Linked DNA regions of Rattus norvegicus: regions 1, 2 and 3 are each linked to region 4. The links are chromatin contacts, called in public Hi-C maps. All regions are on one chromosome and are shown on one strand. Each heading gives the region's core, a stretch centred on a gene start, on an enhancer-like site or on the middle of the called end of the contact. The rest is flanking DNA. Distances are from core to core; before and after follow the strand shown.

Region 1 (3,066 bases), core at 54-2,553, 180 kb before region 4:
TTAAGGGTGCTGTGCCTTGGGGGAGCCTCTTCCATGCAGCCCAGCTGCTAAGCAAGGGAAGTCTCGTGCAAAGAGATTATCATCTCTGCACATCTGGATTATTCTATGAGTCAGTGAAGGCCCATTATATAATGTTTCCTGAGCAATACCATCCATTCAGCATGTGATGGAGAAAGTTTCCTGTCTGAGCACATACTAGAGAGTAGACCGAAGGAAGAATGCAGTGTGGTACAGTCATCGCCTTTCAGGCCATCGGAGTGTGGTGGGAGAGCCATCTCAGGTGATTTTTCAAGGCTCCTTACCCACCACTTGTGTCGACAAGGTGAGCACCTACCCATCTTCCGGTTCTCAGTTACACCGGTGGAATTCCCATCCCCAACTGTTTGGTATAATGGGACTTTGAGCCTAGTAATAATTTTATACCTTGCTAAGTAAGTATTTGATGAATTCTCTTCTAGACTCTAAGATATTAGGCTAAGCATAGTATGATTCCCCTCATTCCCTTCCTTCCTTCCTTTTCTCTCTCCTCTGTCTTCCCCTCCCCTCCCTTCCCCTATTCTCTCTTCTTTTTCCTCTTTTCCCTCTCCTCTCCCCTGTCTTTCCTTTTCTCTCTGTCCCCTTTCTCTCCTTCTCTCCCTCTCTCCTTGCATCCTGGGCCCCACTGTCTTGCTCACATTTTATTTTCTGTACCTGTGCAGTAAAAGCCTGAGCACACGCCTCTCACGGTGTCGAGGACTGCCCCCACCCCCTGCCACAGCACATGTTTCCAAGTTTTGAAAACCTTGCCATGTACATTATCTGGCTGGCAAGCAAGCAGAAGGGCCCGAGAGATCCCACCCTCAGGATACAGCCCCAGCTGCTTTAAATAGAATCTGCTGTCAGAGGACAATTGCTGAACCAGCTTTGGGGGCCAAGTTCCAGTGCAGGATGTGAGCAATGGGGCCCTGCGTGATGTTTCCTGTGAAGCATGCCCACGTGGATTTTATACATCTCACACACATATAATGTGTGTTAACACATAGTGCATGTATAACACTTTAACCGTTTATATGTGTTTCACAAGACAGGAGTTAAGGAGGAAACTGGAAAAGTGCCAGTGAGGCCATACATTAGGAATCTGTCAGTCAGAGATGGTCAGGAAATAATAAGGAGCTCAAGTAAGTTAATGAGGAGGGGTAACAGTCAGCACTAAAATTGATTAAAAAAAATAATAATGGCTAGGGAGAAAATGGGGGAGAATTTTTTAAAGAAAAGTTGCCCACAAAAAAAGGTAACTGCAGAACAGCAATCTTTTAGGAGGTTAAGCGAGGGAGGGGTGAGCCATGCCTTCGTCACTCCCGTTATTCTGAACTGTTTGATTTGTGGGCATATTTAGGTTCCCGGTGAAAACACAAAACGGCACTCAGAGCATTCTCCAGCCTTATTTCATCTTGACACTCGTCATTATCACTAAGGAGCCAGGGATGTGGAAAGCCACTTAGGGACGTAAAGATAGAGGTTTTAAAGTGGAAAAGAATTAGGTCAGACGCCCGGCCCCCTCGCCTGCTTTTTCTCTGAACACTGGCCTTGCACAATATTAACTCTTTCTTTACTCCTCGGCAGGGACTCTACCACTGCTTGAGAGAAAGAGAGAGGGGAGTGGGGTGGAGGGATTTCAGGGTAGCTACAGGTCTCCTGGCCTCGGCCATTGGCCATTTGTTTTCTCATGGGGCTCTTCCTACACTCCCGCTCTCCCACATCTCACCTCCCTCTCCTCCCACCACACCACTCTCTCACGCCAAGGTGACATACTTTGAAGTCCTTTGTCGTATCAATATTTTCTGTGTGCAGTATAATTTGTGTGTGGACTGGGGCTACATGCACAAGATTCTAAGTATTCACAGGCATGAACTCTCCTCTCTGCAGATTTACCATGCTTGTGTCTGACTCTCCAAGATGCCGTGTAGTGCTCTGTATAATATATAGCAGACTGTCAATACATTTTATCTCAACTGTTAAGACCACACTATCTTAAACTACTTAGGGGCATATGTCTCCTGTTTTTCCTTCCCTTTCAGCATGTCATAGGAATTAAAAATACTGCACTGTTCCATCCAGTATAAACTTCGAAGGATTTTATAGAAATTCAAAATGCATGCTACATCCAATTTATGAGCTCATTAACTTAGCATGCACAGAGGAGACGGGGAAAGGAAACGAGCTGAAATAGAATGAAGCTTCCCCTGTCTGATTTTCATAAGAACTTTTCAAAATTCAAAATACATATCATGTATGAAAATATATAAGAATATTAAAATATGTTCATACAGTGTATCTCACTCTGTCCTTCAACACTTTGTGTGGTGAACCCTTCGTCCTGCCTTAAGAAGACAAGCCAGATAGGCAGTCAGTCTGTCACGGTCAGTTTGGTTGTACACTGAGCTTTTGCTTGGATCTTGACAAAGGAAGACTTTTGACCCCAGAAAAGACACTTTACCCTTCTTGGTCTTGATGTTCACATTTGGAAAAAGGGACTGAGCCTGGACGATGGCCAACATTTTCTAGCTTTCCTTACTACCTGTCTCCTGGGACCTCTAAACTCAAGAGCCTAAACTCTCAGGGAAAAGGATGTCCCAGTGGCCCATAAGGAGCTTGGACACTGTTCTGGAGCCTGTAGACAACCAGGACCCTGATTCCTAAGGATGGAGGGACAAGGAGTGTCCTTCATTGAGGAAATGCCAAACAAGAATCTTACACCGAGGTTCTTCCTGTAGGCTGCCCGAGGAAGGAAGGGGAGCCTCCTGTTGCCCCTCACCCTAGTGCATTGTGCTGACTCTCACTGCCTATCAGAACATTGTCTTCATTTCTCTGCAATGGGCCAACTCGAGCTTAGAAGGCAACTAACTGGGCAGTTCGATAGTAGATGCAGGAGGAAACCAGGCTGGCTGCAGAGCTGACTTTTCCTTTCCTAGAACCACGATTCCCAAAGCACCTCCAACCCACCCAGCTCATGGAGAAGGTGCCCCAAGGGGTGTGGGAGATCCTAACATCTCAGTCTATATGGAATTCTTTATGCCTTTGGGCATG
Region 2 (3,139 bases), core at 417-2,916, 150 kb before region 4:
CCAGAAGAGCTGCTGCCTCTGCCCCAGGTTGACCTGTGAGGAAAGAGAAGAAGATAAAAGGTCCTAATGATCTGAGAACTCTGCCCTAAAACCCCAACTGAGAAACAAGTACTGGGAATGAGCCTGGTCAGAGGCTGTAATGTAGGCCAGTCTGCCAGAGAGGACCTGTACTGGCCAAGGGTGTACAACATCTTTAGGGTCTTGCCTGTCTTCGATGATCATATTCACACCCTGAAAGGAACAGCAACGTAACACCAAGCAAGGCCTATGAAGCCTGGGTGGGCTTCATAGCATGAAGTCATATGAGTCATAGCAGAGAGGAGACTGACTCTGGGTCTGAGGTTGCCAGGCTGTGACTCTGTCTTCCAAGGCTGGCTCTATAGCAGAATCATTGTCTGTATGGATTCTGCCATGTTCCCTGTTGCAAAGCAGTGCTGATGGACTATCACTTGAGAAGGTCATGGGAGGCTCCTGAACTGTGTGAATTTGCTTAAAGACAGAGCTGAAGAAGGCTTATGTACTATTCTATTTCCATCTTGAGACAACCATAGCAGGCATGAGGACACAGTGCAGTAGGGGTGCTTGTCCGGCACGCTCATGGCCAGCACCACATAAAACAGGATGGTACGTACCTGTGATCCCAGCACTGGGAGGCAGAAGAGGAGGATTGAGAAGTCAGGATCATCCTTAACTACACATTGTTTGAAACAGGCAAACTTAAAACATAATAACTATAATTATCTAGTATTATCCAGGTCCTTTCCCTTAATGGTGTTTTAGGGTCAGGAGGGACTGAGTCAACCTTCTCCATTCCTTTCTGACCATTAGTTTTATTATCTTTTCTTTACTGTCCAATATTTCTCTTCTGGTCTCATCCAGGTTCACTGAACTTGATCTCCTCCCAAAGCTGTAACCTTGGCTAACCCTCCTCATCGTGAGTTTTTTTTCCCTTCCAAGCTCCCATTAGTTTTATTGGTTGGGCATTCTCATGAGGGTCTATTTTCTCCTTGAACTGGATCCTCCTTCAGTTTTAGGGTCACACAGTTTCTCCTCATTTGCCTCATGTTGCTCTGACCAGTGGTTCTCTCTGCTTTGGGAACATCACTTCCCTGGGAGCACTGACTTAAATGGCAGCTCTTCTGTGATCCTCCCTCTCCTCCTCTGGCAATTTCTTATAGGATCGTCAGCTCAGTGGTTTCTAAGGCAGCCTCTGCAAACCTGACTGAGTAGCTGGGCAGTGAGGGTTCTGTTGTAGGCTTTCAAGTCCTCTGAGTTTCCTTATTTCCCATGAGTGATAAATTATTTTCTCCTGGTTTGTGTTATAGAATCAGTGTTCCATGTCCACGCTCACATGGATGGGGTGATACTTTTACTATTCATCCAAATATAGCCAATACGTTACTTTCTGTTTGTACTCACACACATCCATGAAAGCTTACGTGCTTGTCTGTCTTGTTCTGTGCCAAGTTTCCTTTCCTTCTAATTCCTCATGGATCTAGGCGGTATCAGCAAGAAACCAGGACCAAGAGAGAGAAAAAGGAGACCAACTATGAGACATCAGAATGGTGAGCCAAGATTGTCATGACAAATCACACGGACTTGATATGCCCATCAAACCACAACAAGCAGAAGCTTGGCAGTCTGAGGAAGCTCTGAGTAATGTGTGGTGAGCTGGGATGTGGGTACATGGACAGACGAAAGAGGCCAACAACTGAAGTGAAAGCCCAGAAGCAGCCTTCTAAGGCCACACCTCCATTCCCACCAGAAGTGCACTGAGTCTGAGTGTCTCTCAGAGACTTCCAACCTAACTAGTACCTCATTCTCACACTCAGCCATCTCCCCCACCCCCACATTCTTCAAACATCAGCCACTTCCGAGCCTTTCAAGTTGGAACTCTCTTAGGTGACCTTTGACCCCCCCACACCCATTACTCATAGTGAATGAATCTTCTTTTCATTAAGTCAATGGTAAAGATGTCTCTGCTCCATGATCAGTCCTCTGCTTGATTTAAGACCTCACAGCATTCACTCACTATGCCACTGCCACTTCTTAACCAGGAGCACAGTGGTGTCCTTTTCCCCACAGATAGCCTGCACATTGCCTCTAGAGGTGTTCCTAGCTCTTATTTTCATGAACTACCTCAAGAAACAAGGAAATATACAAAATAACACTATATTCACATATATACCATATAGACTGCTTCAGAAAAAATAAGGACATTATATGGTATGACAAAATGTCAAAAAACAAAGAAGTACACCATTGAAGTCTCCTTTTCTTTTTAAAGATCTATTTATTTTATGTGAACACACTATAGCTGCCTTCAGATACACCAGAAGAGGGCATCAGATCCCATTACAGATGGTTGTGAGCCACCATGTGGTTGCTGGGAATTGAACTCAGGACCTCTGGAAGAGCAGTTGGTGCTCTTAACCACTGAGCCATCTCTCCAGCATTACTGAAGCCTCCTATGACTCACCACATCTCCCTATGGAGGCTTCTTTATCTTGAATTTGATGCTCATCTTTCCAAAGAAACTTGTCCTGAACACATGTATCAAAAACAGTGACATCTTCTTGAGATTTATACCTAAAAATATTAAATCTATGTAGCTCGGTTTTCCTTGACTGTAACTGCTGTAGAAGCTCGCATCGTAGGAACATACCATGGTTTACTTCAATATTCTTCATTTAAGTCAATCCCAGTTTTTCAGTTTTGAGTGTGAGCTGTTTCCGAAATCTATCCTTTGATGTGTATGAGAATCTTCAAGGGATAAACTGGATAAAATTGAAAAGTTTGAAAGTAGGCATATATTTACATGAAGTTTTCTCCAAATGTCTTCTACAAAATTAACCAACCTCTACACCAACATCTTCATTCTCCAAAGTAACCAATGAAAAAGTCTAAAAGCCCCAAGAGTTAGAAATATGGTAACCCAGGATCTCATAGTTGTTTTAATTTGCATTACTCTTATTTATTTCACATTCTTATTTCCTTCCGGGTCTGCTTCTGGTTTACAATCCTTTGACAATTTTCTTATTTGATATTAACTTTGTGTCATGCTGATTTTAAGGGTTTTGTTAACATAACATCTTTATTAACTATTTGAGAACTTCATATAACGTCTTTTGACCATATC
Region 3 (2,992 bases), core at 395-2,894, 140 kb before region 4:
ATCTTCTAGTCAAAAGAAGTCTTATCTTTTGTTTCCAGTAAAAGAGTTTGACCTAACACCACCCCCCACCAAAATGTTGCCAGTCAGCTGTCAGGTTTAATTTTTATCTCTGTTGATAAATGTTTAAGAGTTTAGAGTAATTCAACACACATATTCATATGCACATGCACACACACATACCTCATAGAATTGCTGTAAGAGAATTACAATGGGAGTCAAGCCAAGGAAGAGTGAATTAGGTGGGTGTGGGAACAGAAGCAAAAAAAAAAAAAAAAAAAAAAAGCCACCAAAAAAAAAAAAGAACCACCTTTTGGGGGGACTTGAGATCTTAGGAGCATGGAGGCATAGGTGGAGTCAAGAGTTGGTGGTCTAGACATACCCACATCTAAATTTAATAATTGCTGGGGGGCAAATGGAATTCGGATAGAATGAGTCCACTGTGAAGAAGAAGAATAGACACTTTCCAGCCTTTGTCCGACGGGTCAATATGGAGACACTCTGGTTGAATGGATTCCTTAACGCACCTCCAGGGAAGCCTGAGACTGGAACAGCTCGAAAACCACTGTGATAAATGAGTCCCAGTGAGTACTGTTCAGCAGAGGGCTGCTCCTACAAATCTGGTGCTGTCCAGTGTTCCCAGGTTTCTCCTGGTGCAATCTCTGGCCAATCTCAAAGACACTGGGCTCTGCCAGTCTTCCCTCTGTTTTCATGGACAGCCTTCCATGTCTTATCTTTCCATATCCCCTCACTTGTCTCCCTACTGCTGGTCTCTGTCACTTCCAGTATGTGCTGAACATAGAAAACAGAGTAACCATTCTCCTAAACACTTTTGTAATACTCCCTTGCTTAAGAGTCCACAGAAATACCAGATCATCACTGCTTTATTCATGCTTCCCCTTGCTACACCCCAGCCTTCTACAATCTCTGTTGCAATTCGCACGACCTCTCTCACCTTCTGCCTTACGCAGACTGACCATTGTCTTGACAACTCTCGGTACATCCTGCCCTCCCAACTTTTGTCACCCGATGACCCCTACTACTTTTCCTTATACATCACTTCCTTGAAAAGTAGACAGATCCACGTCTACATCTTGTGCAAGCTTACATCACTCCATGGCTTCTCTATCAAAGGGAATATAATGACCATAATTTTAAGGGCTTTCTTACTATCTCAGTCTCTTCCAAATGTAAACAAGGATGGGTTTAGCCACAGAATTTACCCTTATATTCCCAACTCAGGTATTGTTACATTATAATTTATTTAATGGGTGAATGAACTCAACATAAATATTTACTGAATAGATAAATGAATGAGTGAATTCATTGATAGAATAATTGACAAGTAGCAGAGTGTAAGAGTATATGGTTCTTTTTGGCATCCCATCAGGGGATCATTCCTTTGTGACTCCCATGAATGGGGGCCCCAAGTGAATGTAACTCTCATCTTTTTCCTAAATGGGATACCCAACACAGGAATGATGAACTTTTTGGAAATGAGGTACTCTCTGGAGAAAGGATGGTGTTGCAATTCTATATTGAAGAAAGGATTTAGGCTACAATTTCCCTCATAGCTGTTAGTGCTAGGAGACAAAACCCTGACAGCAGGAAAATGGCTATCTACCTCTTGTAGCCAACGGTGTGGATATGTAGGTGGCGGCAAATCTTAGCTTTATTTTGCTGTTTGGAATCTGCTATTCTATTGAGCAAGGACTTGCTAAGAGTCTCAGAAATTGCACAGTCATGCCTGAAACTTAGTTCTTGCTGCTACCAACCCCAGATTTCCTTGCTGTTCTCAGAAAGCCCATTGCTAACTCAACATAATGCACACAGAGCTTCCTTTCCAGCTCACATGGTGGCCTTTGATGCTGGGAAAGCAAGAGGCCAAGGCCAGAGCACTTCCTCCTGACTCAAATTTCTAGCCCAGCAAAGTCCCATGTGCAGTGGGCGGGGTGTGAGTGAGGCAAGGGTCAGAACAGGCAAATCCAGGGGAAACAACAAGAAATTCATCCTACACATGTCATGTCCTTTTTCTCCTCAGACTTTTTTTTTTTTTTTTTTTTTTGCGACTCTTAGGGGAGGTGACTACAAGTATATAAGTACTCAACAAAAGCAGAATGAGAATCAGAGGTCCACCTTCCACCATAGTCTTATTGTAAAGGATGAAAGGTCCTCATCTGTCCAAACTACTTGTACCGCCTCATCATTGTGATCTCATCATGGATGTGGAAATGTGGAAGGAAGGTCATGACTGAGAGGCCAGCAAGGGAACAGGTCACCAAAGCCAGTCTGGTCTCATAATCACCCTTAAAACAGGAATGCTACAAGCTCCATTTCACCCAAACAGTGAAACAGCAGAACCTCATGATAGCAAGAACAGCGACGACAAAGCTCATTTGCATGGTGGGAATCACATGCCTGGGAAACTGAATGCCTTATGGCTCACCCTAACCGCTCAAGAGTGAACATCACCGATCAGTAATATGGTGGGAATTATGTGCTGAGCTACTGCAAGGGAAGTGGCTCGCCCTAGACCAGTGATACTCTACCCTCATACCATACACAGGCATGTCTTTCTTTTATTGCCATGCCTGCTGCTCTCTTTGGGGTGCCCTAAATAAACTTGTTCTCTATCTTCTCTGGTTTGAAGACATAATTCTTTTATCTACTCTCAAATCTCCCATCCCAAGAAGCTGCGAAGGCCTTTAAACACCCCTTTAACTTGAAATCCAGGGTCACATGCTGCACCAAGGCTCCCATACACAACAGTCCTTTAACCAAGGGTTTATTGTCAAGACGCTGATTTGCAAATGGGAGAATCAAAGCTACTTTTTATTTTCTTAACTGAGTTATTAGAAATGTTGAGTTATCTCTGGGAGTCTTTTCCAATCACTTCAGCTGTGCGAACTTAGCAGGTTCTGGTTAGCTCCTCTGCTTAGCTTCATGGCTAGGAGCCATGAAACCAGATAGATACTGCTGCTGGCCATGGGTATTC
Region 4 (2,849 bases), core at 159-2,658:
CCTCCTGCAGGTCCAGGGCGGCCGCAGGTGGTGTGCTCAGAGTGAGGAAGAAGTTGGCGCCCACCATCTCATCCTTCTCAGCCTTCCGCTTACCCTGTTTCCAGGCCTTCTCATCAGTGCTGCTGGGGCAGGTCAGGAAATGCTGGAAGACGTCGCACTGGGCCAGCACTGGGTGACTGGCCATGTGGTTCATCCACCAGATCAGACCCTTCCTGCGCTTGGAGATGAAGTCCTCCTCGAAGCGCCCGGTGGCCTGCTTCTCGGGCAGATGGGGCACCGAGATGACCGGGAATTTCTCCGCCAGGCGCGCATACAGCCAGTCGAAGTGCTTATAGCGCCTGTGCACGGGCACCTGGGTATGCGTGGGCACCAGCTTGTAAGAGATGTAGCTCTTCATACCCTTGAACTTGGTCTGCTTGGTGGGATCGTCGATGGTGCACTGGAAGGGGTAGGGGTTCTCCTGCCACTCGGGGCCGTAGGGACCCAGCACCACGCACAGCTTGTCCCCATCCTTCACGAAGCCTGACGCCTCTCCCAGCACGAACGCCTCCCCGCCCGACTTGACGAAGGTGGAGAACCGATTGAGGTTGCGGCTCACCGTGGCGGAGCTCTTGGCTCCAGACGCTTGATGCGGCGGGGGCGCTGAGACGCCACGGGAGCCCAGCGACAGGTCCGAGCGTGTGGACAAGCGGTAGCGGCCGGCCGCGCCGCCGCCCGCTGAGGACGAACCGTCGAGGTCCGGGTACGCACCGCTGCCCAACGCGCCTGGCTCGTCTGCCACTGTGGAGCTGTCGTCCCACTCGTCGTCCCAGTCATCGTCGCTGCCTAGGCTGGCCTGGTAAGCACCGTAGAGCTGCTGGGGCGACGGCTGCGGGGCGCCCCCGCCGTAGGTAAAGCCGGCGCCCGGCGACTGGAAGGAACCGGGCGACGCCTGCGGCTGCAGCAGCGGCTGGAAGGCAGCGGGCGGCGCGGCTGGCAGAGGCTCGAAGCCGCCGGGCGGCACGTTGGCGTAGCGGGCCGGAGCTCCTGGGCCGCCGTCGGCCGGAGGGCCAGGCTCCGGCGCACGGATAACCTGCACGTACGAAGCCGGGAAGAGGCCGCGGTCGCCGCGGCTGTTGATCCCTTCAAGCCAGCCCTCGATGTCCTGCTCGCTGCACAAGCTCAACACCTCGTGCTCCCGCAGGGAGATCTCACCGGGGTTCTCGGACCTAAAGTCGTAGAGCGCCCGGGCGCGTAGCGCCATGGTCTCGAGCCTGGCGCCCCGAGCCCGGGCCGGTCCGAGGGCCCCGCGGTCAGTACCCGCGCCCCTGAGCGCCGAAGGGAGCGAGCCTTGAGGGCAACGCACGGTCTGCTCCCCGTTCCGCTCGTAGCCTCCGTGCAGATCCGCTCTGCTCACCGCAGCGACTGCAGCTTGGGGCCACCGCCGGCCGGGGGCGGGGCCCGGGCCTCCCACGTCCCCAGAGGAGCTAATCCATTGCCGAGATCCGCGTGCCAGACAAGAGCAAGGGATGGCCGAGCAGCCGTGTGTGCGCCGACTGTGCGGCCGCAACTGCCCCCTTGTGGCGGCTATGGAAAAGGAGCGAACTTGAGTGACCACGTGGTGGGTGGGAGGATTTCCAGAAGTAAATTATCTGAAATTGTTTAGATCTTTACGTCATAAAATGGGGGGTGGGGGTTTTTGTTTGTTTGTTTTTTGTGTTTTACGAAAGTGTATTTGTATCTACAATAGCCCGCTGTTCCTTCTCTGACTGCTCAGAGTAAATGCTCCTAAAATGACCTTAACCCCTACGTGTAATAAAGGCTTTCACAAAGAAGATTAGCTGTTGCACTGATAAGTACGCCTTTGCTAGGGTTAATATGTAGTAACTCACAAGATACCCATCTTGTCACTGAAGGTACGGCTCCTTTCCTTCCTGTACTCTCTGATCTTGTTGACAAGGAGTGGAGACTGACCGGAACAAAGTTAGAGTTCGGGAAGAACCTTGTTTGACCAGAGGCAAGGGTGGTGCGGGGAGAAAGGAGCTGAGGAGTTACAAATGAGAGCTCCAGTTTCAGGGAGCCAGGCTGTGTTCTGGCACTGATAGGCTGTATGTCCTTGAGCGAGTCATTTGCACTGTCCTTCCATCCCAAAGTTTGTGGATTCTGTGATAATGTCATTCTTATCTTACAGGCGAAGGAAGTAAAACGCTACTGTACTGAGTAAGCACCGTTCAGTTGTTTGCCATTGCTGTTACTTGGGGAGACACAATCTCTGGCCTCTCTCCTAAAGAGAAACAAGGGTCCTTAGAACTGCAGTTATAGGTGTGGTACACCACAGGGACAGCCCCCATGCTCACAACTTTACACTTCTCCTCGGTCATTGAGGAGGCCTCACTATTTCAATAAATTTGTGTTAAGTAGATCAAAACTGAGAGTTTAACCAACACCAGCATCCTGGGCTTGCCTTGTTTCCGTATATTTTCCTTCAATATGTAATTTGCCCAATGCTTGTTTTCCCGTGCTCTCCTTACTGAGTCTAGCCTAATCCTTTGAAGATACCTCTAACTGCAGTTCTATGGTCACGTGTCATCAATTTCATCCTGCTCTCTGACCCCTTCTATGACAATCTGGCAATCAGACCAGAAGAATATTTCATTGCACTATCCTAAGCACTGTGGTTATCAAAGCATCCTGTTCAAAGCCACTAACCAAGGTACACCACACTGCATCCTAACGCAAAACCTTAACTCATGAGCTGCTTCTCAAGTGCAGCCCTTTCAGCTCAGAATTCCGAATATGACGGTTCTCGTGCAGACCAATCAGTGGGATTCCACTTCATCCCTAGTCACGGTCAGAAACCTAAGTGAACA

Evidence for each region. A called contact is a pair of places that touch in the nucleus more often than the background predicts.
Region 1: a Hi-C map of the Rat2 cell line shows a contact between it and region 4, with 2.5 times the contacts expected there. The contact joins the enhancer-like site here to the promoter of Snx18 in region 4. A contact is called at or near these places in 8 of 12 Hi-C or Micro-C datasets (the Rat2 cell line, Schwann cells, frontal cortex and 4 more).
Region 2: a Hi-C map of the A7r5 cell line shows a contact between it and region 4, with 3 times the contacts expected there. The contact joins the enhancer-like site here to the promoter of Snx18 in region 4. A contact is called at or near these places in 3 of 12 Hi-C or Micro-C datasets (the A7r5 cell line, Schwann cells and mammary epithelial cells) and 1 of 1 datasets of contacts at active chromatin or transcription factors (oligodendrocytes).
Region 3: a contact with region 4 is called in a Hi-C map of prefrontal cortex, with 4 times the contacts expected there. The contact joins the enhancer-like site here to the promoter of Snx18 in region 4. A contact is called at or near these places in 3 of 12 Hi-C or Micro-C datasets (Schwann cells, frontal cortex and prefrontal cortex).

Annotation. Positions count from the first base shown.
Region 1 is chr2:46,807,273-46,810,338 of GRCr8, forward strand. It overlaps LOC134485842 (a long non-coding RNA gene), which reads left to right. Exons shown (of 2, transcript XR_010064095.1): 2 at 1-3,066. Among named protein-coding and RNA genes, the nearest start is that of Cspg4b, 140 kb to the left of the region's middle. Within about 2 kb of position 1,304, at least 2 of the 93 cell types and tissues checked have an H3K27ac peak or open chromatin away from gene starts, as enhancers often do.
Region 2 is chr2:46,835,030-46,838,168 of GRCr8, forward strand. It overlaps the pseudogene Rpl32-ps16. Among named protein-coding and RNA genes, the nearest start is that of Snx18, 150 kb to the right of the region's middle. Within about 2 kb of position 1,667, at least 6 of the 93 cell types and tissues checked have an H3K27ac peak or open chromatin away from gene starts, as enhancers often do. A contact at or near this core is called in the A7r5 cell line, where this site is marked.
Region 3 is chr2:46,853,342-46,856,333 of GRCr8, forward strand. No RefSeq gene overlaps it. Among named protein-coding and RNA genes, the nearest start is that of Snx18, 140 kb to the right of the region's middle. Within about 2 kb of position 1,645, at least 3 of the 93 cell types and tissues checked have an H3K27ac peak or open chromatin away from gene starts, as enhancers often do. A contact at or near this core is called in prefrontal cortex, where this site is marked.
Region 4 is chr2:46,990,108-46,992,956 of GRCr8, forward strand. It overlaps Snx18 (sorting nexin 18), which reads right to left and starts at 1,409. Exons shown (of 2, transcript NM_001107652.1): 1 at 1-1,409. The coding sequence starts at 1,243.